2 separate regions of the Gossypium hirsutum genome follow, and region 1 is linked to region 2. Evidence: chromatin contacts called from public Hi-C data. All regions are on one chromosome and are shown on one strand. The core of a region is the stretch at or near the end of the contact, and the rest is flanking DNA. Distances in the headings are between cores, read along the strand shown.

The links. A called contact is a pair of places that touch in the nucleus more often than the background predicts.
Region 1: a Hi-C map of leaf shows a contact between it and region 2, with 1.9 times the contacts expected there. The contact joins the promoter of LOC107937190 here to the enhancer-like site in region 2. A contact is called at or near these places in 5 of 34 Hi-C or Micro-C datasets (all in leaf).

Annotation. Positions count from the first base shown.
Region 1 is chrD13:62,143,606-62,148,453 of Gossypium_hirsutum_v2.1, forward strand. It overlaps LOC107937190 (transcriptional corepressor LEUNIG), which reads right to left and starts at 3,320. Exons shown (of 19, transcript XM_016870039.2): 1 at 3,161-3,320; 2 at 2,791-2,916; 3 at 2,238-2,335; 4 at 2,021-2,130; 5 at 768-1,265; 6 at 607-695; 7 at 209-287; 8 at 60-135. The coding sequence starts at 2,822.
Region 2 is chrD13:61,928,358-61,933,292 of Gossypium_hirsutum_v2.1, forward strand. No RefSeq gene overlaps it. Among protein-coding and RNA genes, the nearest start is that of LOC107942044, 16 kb to the right of the region's middle. Within about 2 kb of position 2,729, at least 8 of the 9 cell types and tissues checked have an H3K27ac peak or open chromatin away from gene starts, as enhancers often do. A contact at or near this core is called in leaf, where this site is marked.

The DNA of each region.
Region 1 (4,848 bases), core at 2,070-4,569, 220 kb after region 2:
TGCCATTTTCAAAGGAAAGATGCAATTTAAACAGAAAAACCTGTTAAAGAGAAACTTACCTGGAATTCCCATTAAAGATCCATCGGGACCAGCAGCTCTAGGATTCAATACTGGATTCATCTCACTCTTTATATCCTGCTTCCAGATAAAATTTCAGAACATGACAAAGGGAAGAAACATGAAAGAGATCCATTTAAGGTGACCCTACCGGTGTTGTTCCTGGCAATTGCTGACTCCGAGCTTGAACTTGCGGAGACATTCCACCAGCTGTACCATGCAATACTTGCCTAAAATATACATGAATCCAAATAAGTTTATCGCAGAAAACAACTTAGTCTTGGATGCTTGAATAAACCCTAAATGCATGACACTATTTTAGATGAAAAAGGAGGTTTCAGTGGCATTCAGTGGCTCAAGTTCATGTTAGAGCAGATAGACCACAAGACACAAGGGAATTACTGTGAAAATTTTGTTGTAAACCTTCTGCAGCATTTAACCGAATTATCTTACTTAACACTGCTGAAAATTTTGTCTAGGTTTCACTTCAGAAACATTTGCATTCAAAGACTCTTCTTTGTGTAATAAAGGGAAAGTAAAATAAATCACCCGGAAGTCGGACCAGTTGCAGCTGCAGGCTTCAATATCGAGGCATGATTTGGATCCAAGAGCTGGCCGACATTGTCACCATACCTTTGCTGTAAGGAACTCCTAAAATGATCAACTAAAAGAAGAAAACATTTCTAAGAAATCAAAAATGATCAACCAACCTTCATAGCTGCATCATCCAAAGAATCCCTTTGATGTGGCAATTTTAGTCTTTCCTCATACATCTTAGTCGCCATGGCATTAGCAGTTCCAGCAGGCTGACGTATGAGAGAGTCATTTCCAACAAGTCCATTTGTATTGCCATTTAGGAGATGAGACCCGTCCCTTCGTTGCTGAGGCTGTTGTGCCTGCTGGGACTGCTGTGGTGGCTGCTGCTGCTGTTGCTGTTGTTGCTGCTGTTGTTGCTGTTGCTGTTGTTGTTGTTGTTGCTGTTGCTGTTGCTGTTGCTGTTGCTGTTGCTGCTGTTGCTGTTGCTGTTGCTGCTGCTGTTGCTGCTGCTGTTGTTGCTGCTGTTGTTGCTGCTGTTGTTGTTGTTGGGCATGCCTCTGCAATAAAAGCTGTTGCATCTGCAGTTGTTGCTGCTGCTGTTGCTGTTGATGTTGAGGCTGTTGAGGTTGCTGCTGCTGTTGCTGCTGCTCCCGTGCTTTAATCAATTGAGTCTGCAACATCAATGCACCATATACATCACATATGTTAAGAAGAAATCATTTGGAAGACAAGAAAATTTCGTAATCTACTCTATAATAAACATTCTTAACAAAATACAACAGGGAACACTTCTCCTGCCTTCGATTGCTTCCCTTCTTTCAATAATAAAAATACCCTTAGTTAGCCAGTTCCCAGTAAAAGTACCATGGAGGCCCTTGTACTAGGAGTCAGATTGCAATTTGCCCCCTCTACTCAAAAAATAGGCAAATTAATCCCTGTATATTAGATCAAAGAGCAAACTAATCCTTTTGTTAAAAATTTCATCTTTTTTTACTGTTAAAAACTGGTCCTTGTTCGCCAGCATAAGGTACACATAACACACCAAGTGTAACTATCTGGTTATTTTGTCAGCCAAACCAATTTTTAACAGTAGAAATGGATGAAATTTTTAACATAAATGACCAGTTTGTTCTCTGATCTAACATACAATGACTAATTTGCCCATTTTTTGAGTTAAGGGGGCAAAATGCAATCTGAATCCTAGTATGGGGGACTCAATGGTACTTTTACTACCAGTTCCCATAGAGCATTTGATACAAGCTCATCATGCAATATGCTTTCAGGAGAGGACTCCAATTTCCAAGTACAGAAAACAATCCGCGACAAATTAAACAAAAAATAAAATGTTGATGGTAGGTTATCCATGGCTAGTACAAACTCGAAACAAATTAACAGTTCAAAATAGAAAAATAAAATCAAAACCAACCTCAATATAAGATGCAGCAACCTCTGAATGCTTCTCATTAGTCCTGGCAATGAATATATCCCAAAAAACAGACCACCATTCAAAGAGAAAACCTCCAGGTGCATCGATAGCTGGATACCAAGTTCAGCACCAGCATCAATGAAAGTACTAAACAATCTAATATAAAAGAACAGATCTTTGGCTTTAACATAATTCCCGAACCCATTTAGTTGCTTACCTACAGGATCTGATGATACTTTCCCTTCAGCTTGAAAAGCCTGAGCTGAAGCCTTTAAATCCCTCTTTACTAAATAATCATGGATATACACATCTAACCTGTTGTTGACAAAATACATGGCCATACAGTATGCTTATAAGAGCAAAATCAGAACTTACAAGCATAACTAATAACTCCATAAGCAAATAAAATTATAAGCTTTATACAACGAAAATCTGATAAACAACAAAACCCTAAATCAAATTTATCATTTTACATAAAAATAATAATGCAAAACAGAAGAACAGTAACTTGAAGTTCCACAACAAACAAAACCCTAAAAAAACCAAGCTTTCAAAGAACTAAAATTGAAATCTTTAAAGACATCAAAATGAACAAACAAAAACCCAGAAAAAGCTTACATACCCAGAACTCAAATAAAACCAAAAAAGAAAGGGAAAACATCAAAAACCACATTAAAGAGCTAAAGAAATTGTAATAAATATAATAATAAAGATTTAAAACCCAAAACAAAGTTAACTTTAACAAGAAGGGAAAAAAAGAAAAGACTTACATTTTATCAGCTTCCCAGTTGGTTTGAGACATCTTGTTGAATCCAACAACAGACCAAAAACACTAAAGAACAGCTCCAGATTCCTAGGTAACTTGTCTGAAACAGCTTCACTTCAAGTTTCTAAAGCTACCCAGAAAAATAAAAATATTAACTCATTGTAACATTGTTTTTTAAAAATTAAAAATAAAAACTTTTAAAAACCCAAAGAAGAAAAACTTATTACAGTAGTAGAAAGAGAAGAATCTATGTAGAGAATAATAGAAGATAAACAGACAGAACCTCTCTAATTTTAGCAATATCAGAAATTATTATATTTATGGATTTTTTAATAAAAAAAGAAAATAAAAAGAATAAAGAAAGGGAAAGATACCTGCAATCCCAAAAACGTTTATTAATTTTTGAGAGCTTTTTTTTTCTTTTTCTTTTTTTTTCTTTTTTTTTTTGGTGTATGTGAATTTATTTTCTTTCTTTTCTGTAGCTTTGGGTGGATTTGGGGTTGCTGTTGCAGATATCATAATGCTTTGTTACTTGAATTTACACGAAAAGCCCTTTCAATTTATTTAATTTTCAAAATGAGACTGATTTCGTGGCAGTACTTCAATTCAAATGACCAATATAACCTTAATAATTTTCCTTAATTTTATTCCAGAAAGCTGTGAGTTAGGTGAGGTTAGTATGGGTTAATTAGTAAATTGAGTAGAAAAATACAATTCTATTGCTTTTTCTATTGTGGGGCTTCATTTCTTTAGTATTTATGAATAAACCCCAATTGTTTTATTTTTTCTGGTTTTCATCTATTATTTTTGTTTCAAATTTCAGCTGTGCCCATGGTTTAGAGTATTAAAGGTGGGTTTAGATGGACGATAGGATGCGTTTAGCTTATTTTTTGTCCAACGCTACTGTATCTAATCTATTTTGGTGAGCAGCCAAACCTTTTTGGATTAAAAATTATTATAATTAATTCATTATTGTAATTTTCCTATTTTTGGGAATTTTAGATTCCAACTTGCCAGAATAGTTCTAAACTAATGTCCTTTAAAATTAGCTTAAAATATTACAAAATTCTTCCACGATATTTAAACTTTAAAAATATAATATAACTAATAGCTGACTGTCTAAATATTAAAAATTAAATTAACTATTGAAAATTTGAAATAATTTTTGCTTTTATTAAATATTTTTAACAGTTTTTAATAAGGTATATTTTTTAATATTTGTTTTTTACTTTTTTTCATTATAAATTCGAATATTGGACCCTATAAATATGTTAATTCATCCTATATATGACCCAAGTGAGGGGAAATTTATTTCAGGGGTCTTTTCACTTCATTGTCTACTGTGCCCTCAATTAATTCCATCCTATGACTCGTGTCGTTTTTTTAAAAGAAATTACTATTAATTCAACGGAAAAAAAATAAAGATATCAACAATAAATAAATCATTATAAATTAATACACAAATGTTATGTTTCTAAAATAATCTCAAAAAAAGTAAAGAGAAATAGACAAACTAACAATAAATGCAATACTAGAATCATTCGAAAATAAATCAGATAAGTATCAAATTGTTGAAATTTACATCCTAACTCCGCCATCCAACCTTACAATAAACACCGATCAACCAAAAGACAACTGCCAAAAGCTCCAAGAGACCCATTGTGTCAATAATGCACAAAATGTCAAGTCTTAAACGACTTATCCTCATAATCATTTCAAATCTATCACCATCACCATAATTTATCATGATAAGACCCTTCGAGAATGGTTCCTAATAGATCTGGCGACGCCCTTACGTTGTCAAATCTCATATTTACGACAGAACATTACTAGGCTACAATAATATAGACTGGGACAAAAAATAAATAAAAATCACGAAAAAAATGATGAAAGAGTCATGATCAGTAACTAGCCTAAAGGCCGACGCCACCGCCGACAGAGTAGAGATTTAGGTTAAAAAGGTTGAACATCTAGGAGTTTTTTTTTTAAATGAATAGCAAAAGTTAATTAATGGACAATAAAATTTCATGATATTTTCTTAATGGTTGATCATTCAAGTTTT
Region 2 (4,935 bases), core at 1,479-3,978:
CTAAAGCAGTCTTGGAGAGCTTGGTTTGGACAATTTAGTGCTGTTATTCAACAATTTATGATGAACATGAGTGAAACAAATAACTCAGTCTTCTATTGTCATAACATTCATGGCAAGTACATATATTTGGTTGTTTATGTGGATGATATTGCCATCATCGTGATGACCATGAAGGGTTAGTTCAACTCAAGCAACATCTTTTCAGCCACCTTCAAACTAAAGATTTGGGAATGTTAGTACTTTTTTGGTATTGAAGTGGAACAAACGAACACGCGCAATTACTATTGTTGACACCGTTTTTTTATAAACAGGGTCGACTTGGATTTTGAAAACAAAAACGAATATGGGAGTCGCCGCCAATCCTTTTTGATAAGGTGTGATCGGGTCACCTTAAAAAGTGGTTTTTTTATAAACAATTTAATTTGATTAAAACCACGATTTTGGTCCACGAAATTCAGAAAGATGGGTTCGACAGTCGGTTACGCACTAGGAAAGATTAGCACCCTCAATACGCCCAAAATTGGTACCTAATTGATTACTTAATGTCTTAGTGTCAAAAATTGAAAACTTTAAAGAGATTTAAAATACGATTCTTTATTAAAAAAAACTTGTATAAATCAAATTACCCATTAAGACCCTCTCATTTCGGAGAGAGAAAATGTCACACCCAATGAGTTAGGGCACGATATTTCACCTCCTCAAAAATGAGCTTGTCCAAAAAAACTCGTGCAATAAAATTTAAAAGGATATTCAATTGTTTAACTCAGATGAAGAAATTGCAGCCCAATACGTTAGGGCACAATTTCTCAAAATTCTAAACATTGAATATTGCCTTTGTTATTTTTTAGAAAAAATTCTCATCTCGAGAAAACAACGTGTCATATCCAATGCGTTAGGACACAACGTATTGAATTCCCGATAATGAACTTTTTATTTATGTTTTCTTGATTAAAGAATATTCTCGATTATTTAGATTCAACGAAGAAAATTGAAACCCAATACGTTAGAGCTCAATCCTCTCGAAGATCCCAAATATCAAGTATTACCTTTGTTTTCAAAATTTTCTTTTTTATAAATTTGGGTAAAAATTGATGTAATGTTAAATTTGATATATGAATAAATGCCGCATTAATAAATGACAATAATGAATACAACGATGTGAGCATAGATACCACAAGTAATCACAACAAAAATAATAAATAAAGAAAAAAAAGGACAAATGGATTACATATAAATAACAAGTAAATAGACAAACAAAACTATAATGTTTCTTTTTTTTAAAATGATAATAAACATACAAATAAATAAATAAACACCAAGTGAAGCAATTATAACAACAAAGAGAATAGATAAAAATTATAAAATATAAAAAAATATATATGTTCATATAAGAAAAATATATATGTATGTGAATTATAAAAAATAAAAAAAATATATATACATAAAAATATACATATTTTAAAATCTAAAAACATATATAAGTAAGTATATAAAATTATGAATCATAGAAAATATATAAAAGCATGTGTATATATATATATATTTATAAAAATTAAAAAAATATGTATGTCTATGTATATATTATAAAATGTACGCATGTATATATATAACAAAATTTGAAATTTTAAAGGTATAAATGAATAAATAATAATAATAACACAAGATCAATGGTATAATATAATAATGATAATAACATTAAAATAATTAAATAATAAAATAGCTAAAATAACAAGAGAATGGACTAAATTGAACTAAAACAAAATATTTGAGGCGGATTCAAAATAAATAAGAGGAAAAATACTAATTTGAACGCGCGAATAACAGAAAAGGACTAAAGGGTAATAATCCCCACCCTCCAAAACGCGCAGGTTCAACAGGGACTAAATTGGAAACCAAGACAAATTAATGGGGCCAAATTAAAAAATGGAAAAACTTGATTGTACAAAAAGAAAAAAGCGGAAGGGCTAAAAGTGCAATTCGTCCTTCCGACAAAAACACGCGGATCCTCCTTGCAGGTCAAGTCAACACGCGAATCTTAAGGCCAAAACAACGCTGTTTTGTCTATTGGTGGCCAAGCCCAAAACAACGCCATTTCATAGGCCTATTTAAGTCAATTTTTTAAAAAAAAACTTTATTTTTTTCCATTTTTAAAAGAAAAAAATAAGGGTTTTCTCTCAACCCTTCCTTCCCTCCGGTACTAGCTCCGGCCGATGGCCACCGTATCGACCGTCGGATCGCTGGCGTCGACGCCGCCGTGCACAGTGGCCGACGAGGGTAAAAAGTGTCTCCTTTTAGATCTTAACCCCCTGAGTCAGGATCCAGCCTCAAAACAACCAAAAAAAAGACAAGAGACCGTCAACGTCGGGTTCTATCGCCGAAGAAGGAGTCCTCTGACGACCTAGACACAGGACAACTCCGGTGAGTCCCTTCCCCTTTTCTTTTTGCTTTATTCGTGCGTAAAGATAAAATAAAAATAAAAAGAATAATAGCGAAACCGAAATTGAAACGGCAATAGGAGTAAAATTTTTTGCGATTTTTTGATTGAAATTTTCTTTGTATTTTTACAGTCCCCTTTTACAACGTTTTGGTTGCCGGCTTATAAAGCCGAAACACCCATGCCTTCCTTTTTTTACTTTCTACTGTTTCTGCTTTTTTACACTACTTCTATGTCTTTTTCATGTTGTTTACAGGTCTGTGGTGTCAGGCGAAGCAGGTAGCGGAGGGTAGGTGATGGGACGTGACGTGCGACGCATATGGCCCTTGCATGCAGCGTTGGAGGTGTTAAGGGGAGCTAGGGTTTTCTGAAATTTTAGGGTGTTGGGCCATTAGTTTTTTTTTTAGAATTGGGCTCGTAGGTTTGTTTATTTTGTAAATGGACTGGATATTTGGGCCCGGGTAAATTGGGCTGATTACAACTATTTCTCAAAAGAAGTATACATTGGATTATATTGGAAGAAACATGGATGCTGTATTGTAAACGTGTTGATATACCTATGGAACCTAATGCAAACTTGTTCTAGGACAAAGGGAGCCTCTAAAATATCCTAGTTAATATCAAAGGTTAGTTGGGAAATTGAACTATTTTACTATCACACATTTGAATATTTCTTTTTCAGTGAGTGTGGAAAGTCAATTTCTTCAAGCTCCATATGATAGTTATTGAGATACAATGATACGTATCCTTCGATACATCAAAGGTACGACCAAAAAAGGTTTGTTATATGAAGATAAAGGAAATACACAGGTTGTTGGGTATTCAAATGTAGATTGGGCAAGATCTCCCTCAAATAGAAAGTCTACTTTAGGATATTATGTCTTCTTTAGAGAAAATTGTAATAGCGCAATTTTGACCCGAGCCCAAATAAATAAAACCAAAATAAACTTAACCTTAACCCAAATAATAACAGGCCCAATACAAAGCCCAAACCCAATCTTAACCAACAAACAAAAAAACAAAACAAAAAAACCCTAGCCCTAACTGCATCTAATGCTGCAACCGCCACTGCCACACCTCCAACCTTCAGCCACGCATGCCTCCATGTCACCACCGTATGGCCCCCGTACCTGCAATTACAGCACATAGAAGAAAACAAATGAAAAACAAAAAAACGACAGTGTATTTGGCTATAAAAGCCACCAAAAAGCTGAATGTAAAGGGTTTTTTTTTAGAAATACAATAAAAAAATCAGAGAAAAAAATAGTAATATACTCCAAGGTAGTCACTGATTCTGGGTTTTCATTTTCTTTTTGTTTTGATTGCATTTTGAAAAGAAAAAGAATAGAAATAAAAAAACCTACCCTTTTATTCGCATTTTTGCTCGATCGGAGGCCTAGGTTCGTCGTTTCCGATGAGAAACGACGCCTTTTTGGGTTGGGAAGTCGAAAGGCCAAAAAAATGGTCATTTTCTGACTTTTCGACCACCGTGGACAACGGCGCCGTCGCCGGTGACCGGCGGCCGCCACGGTGGTCCGCTGCCGGAGCTTGGTTGATTTCTAGAAATTCTTGGGAGAGGGAGAGAGTTTGAAAGAAATTTTTTTTTTGTTTTTGTTTTTTAAATTAAAGGAATAATAAGGATTTTTTTAAAAAAATTTGGTATTTATAGCTTACTTGAAACGGCGCCGTTTTGGGCCAATGGGTAAGCACAAAAACGGCTTCGTTTTACTAATGGCCCGTCTGACCTGACCCGATTTGTGGAGAATCTGCGTGTTATCAAATCCAAATGGGCTATTTGCGCAAATGGTCCCTCCACTTTCGTGATGCAATTCAATCAAGTCCCATCTTATTTTCTTTTTTATTTTTTAAATTTCACCCTGTAATTTCTGCGTCATTTTATTTTGGTCCATTTTGCAACGCTGCGCATCAGGATCGGGGAAATTTCCTCGTTGGTCCTCATTGTTTTTTGGCACGTTACAATCAGACCCTTATCAGTTTTTTTATTTAGAATTTATACCTTTTAGTTTTGTTATGTTTCAATTAAATCCTTTTATTTACTAAATTTCAACATTTTGAGGTTTTTATTTTTATTTTTATTTTTTTATTATTTTATTTCGGTTTGTTTGTTTTATTATTTGTTGTTATTATTGTTGTTGTTATTATTATCACCCATTTTATTTATTTGCCCATTTAATTAATTTTTATAAATTATTTTTCTTAATACTCATTTGTGTATTTATTTACTTGTATCTTTTAAATTTAATATTTTCTTATTATGCGTTGTATTATTTATTGTTATTATCGTTGTTATTTATTGTTGTTGTTATTATTGTTATTTATTGTTTTATTTATTGTTTTATTTATTGTTATTATGTTATTTATTGATGTCTCATTCATCGTTATTATGTGTTGTTAATTATGTTCGATAGTTTAATATTTTATTGACATATTTTTAAATATTACATGAATTTTCATCCAAATTAAAAAAAAAGATTATAAAA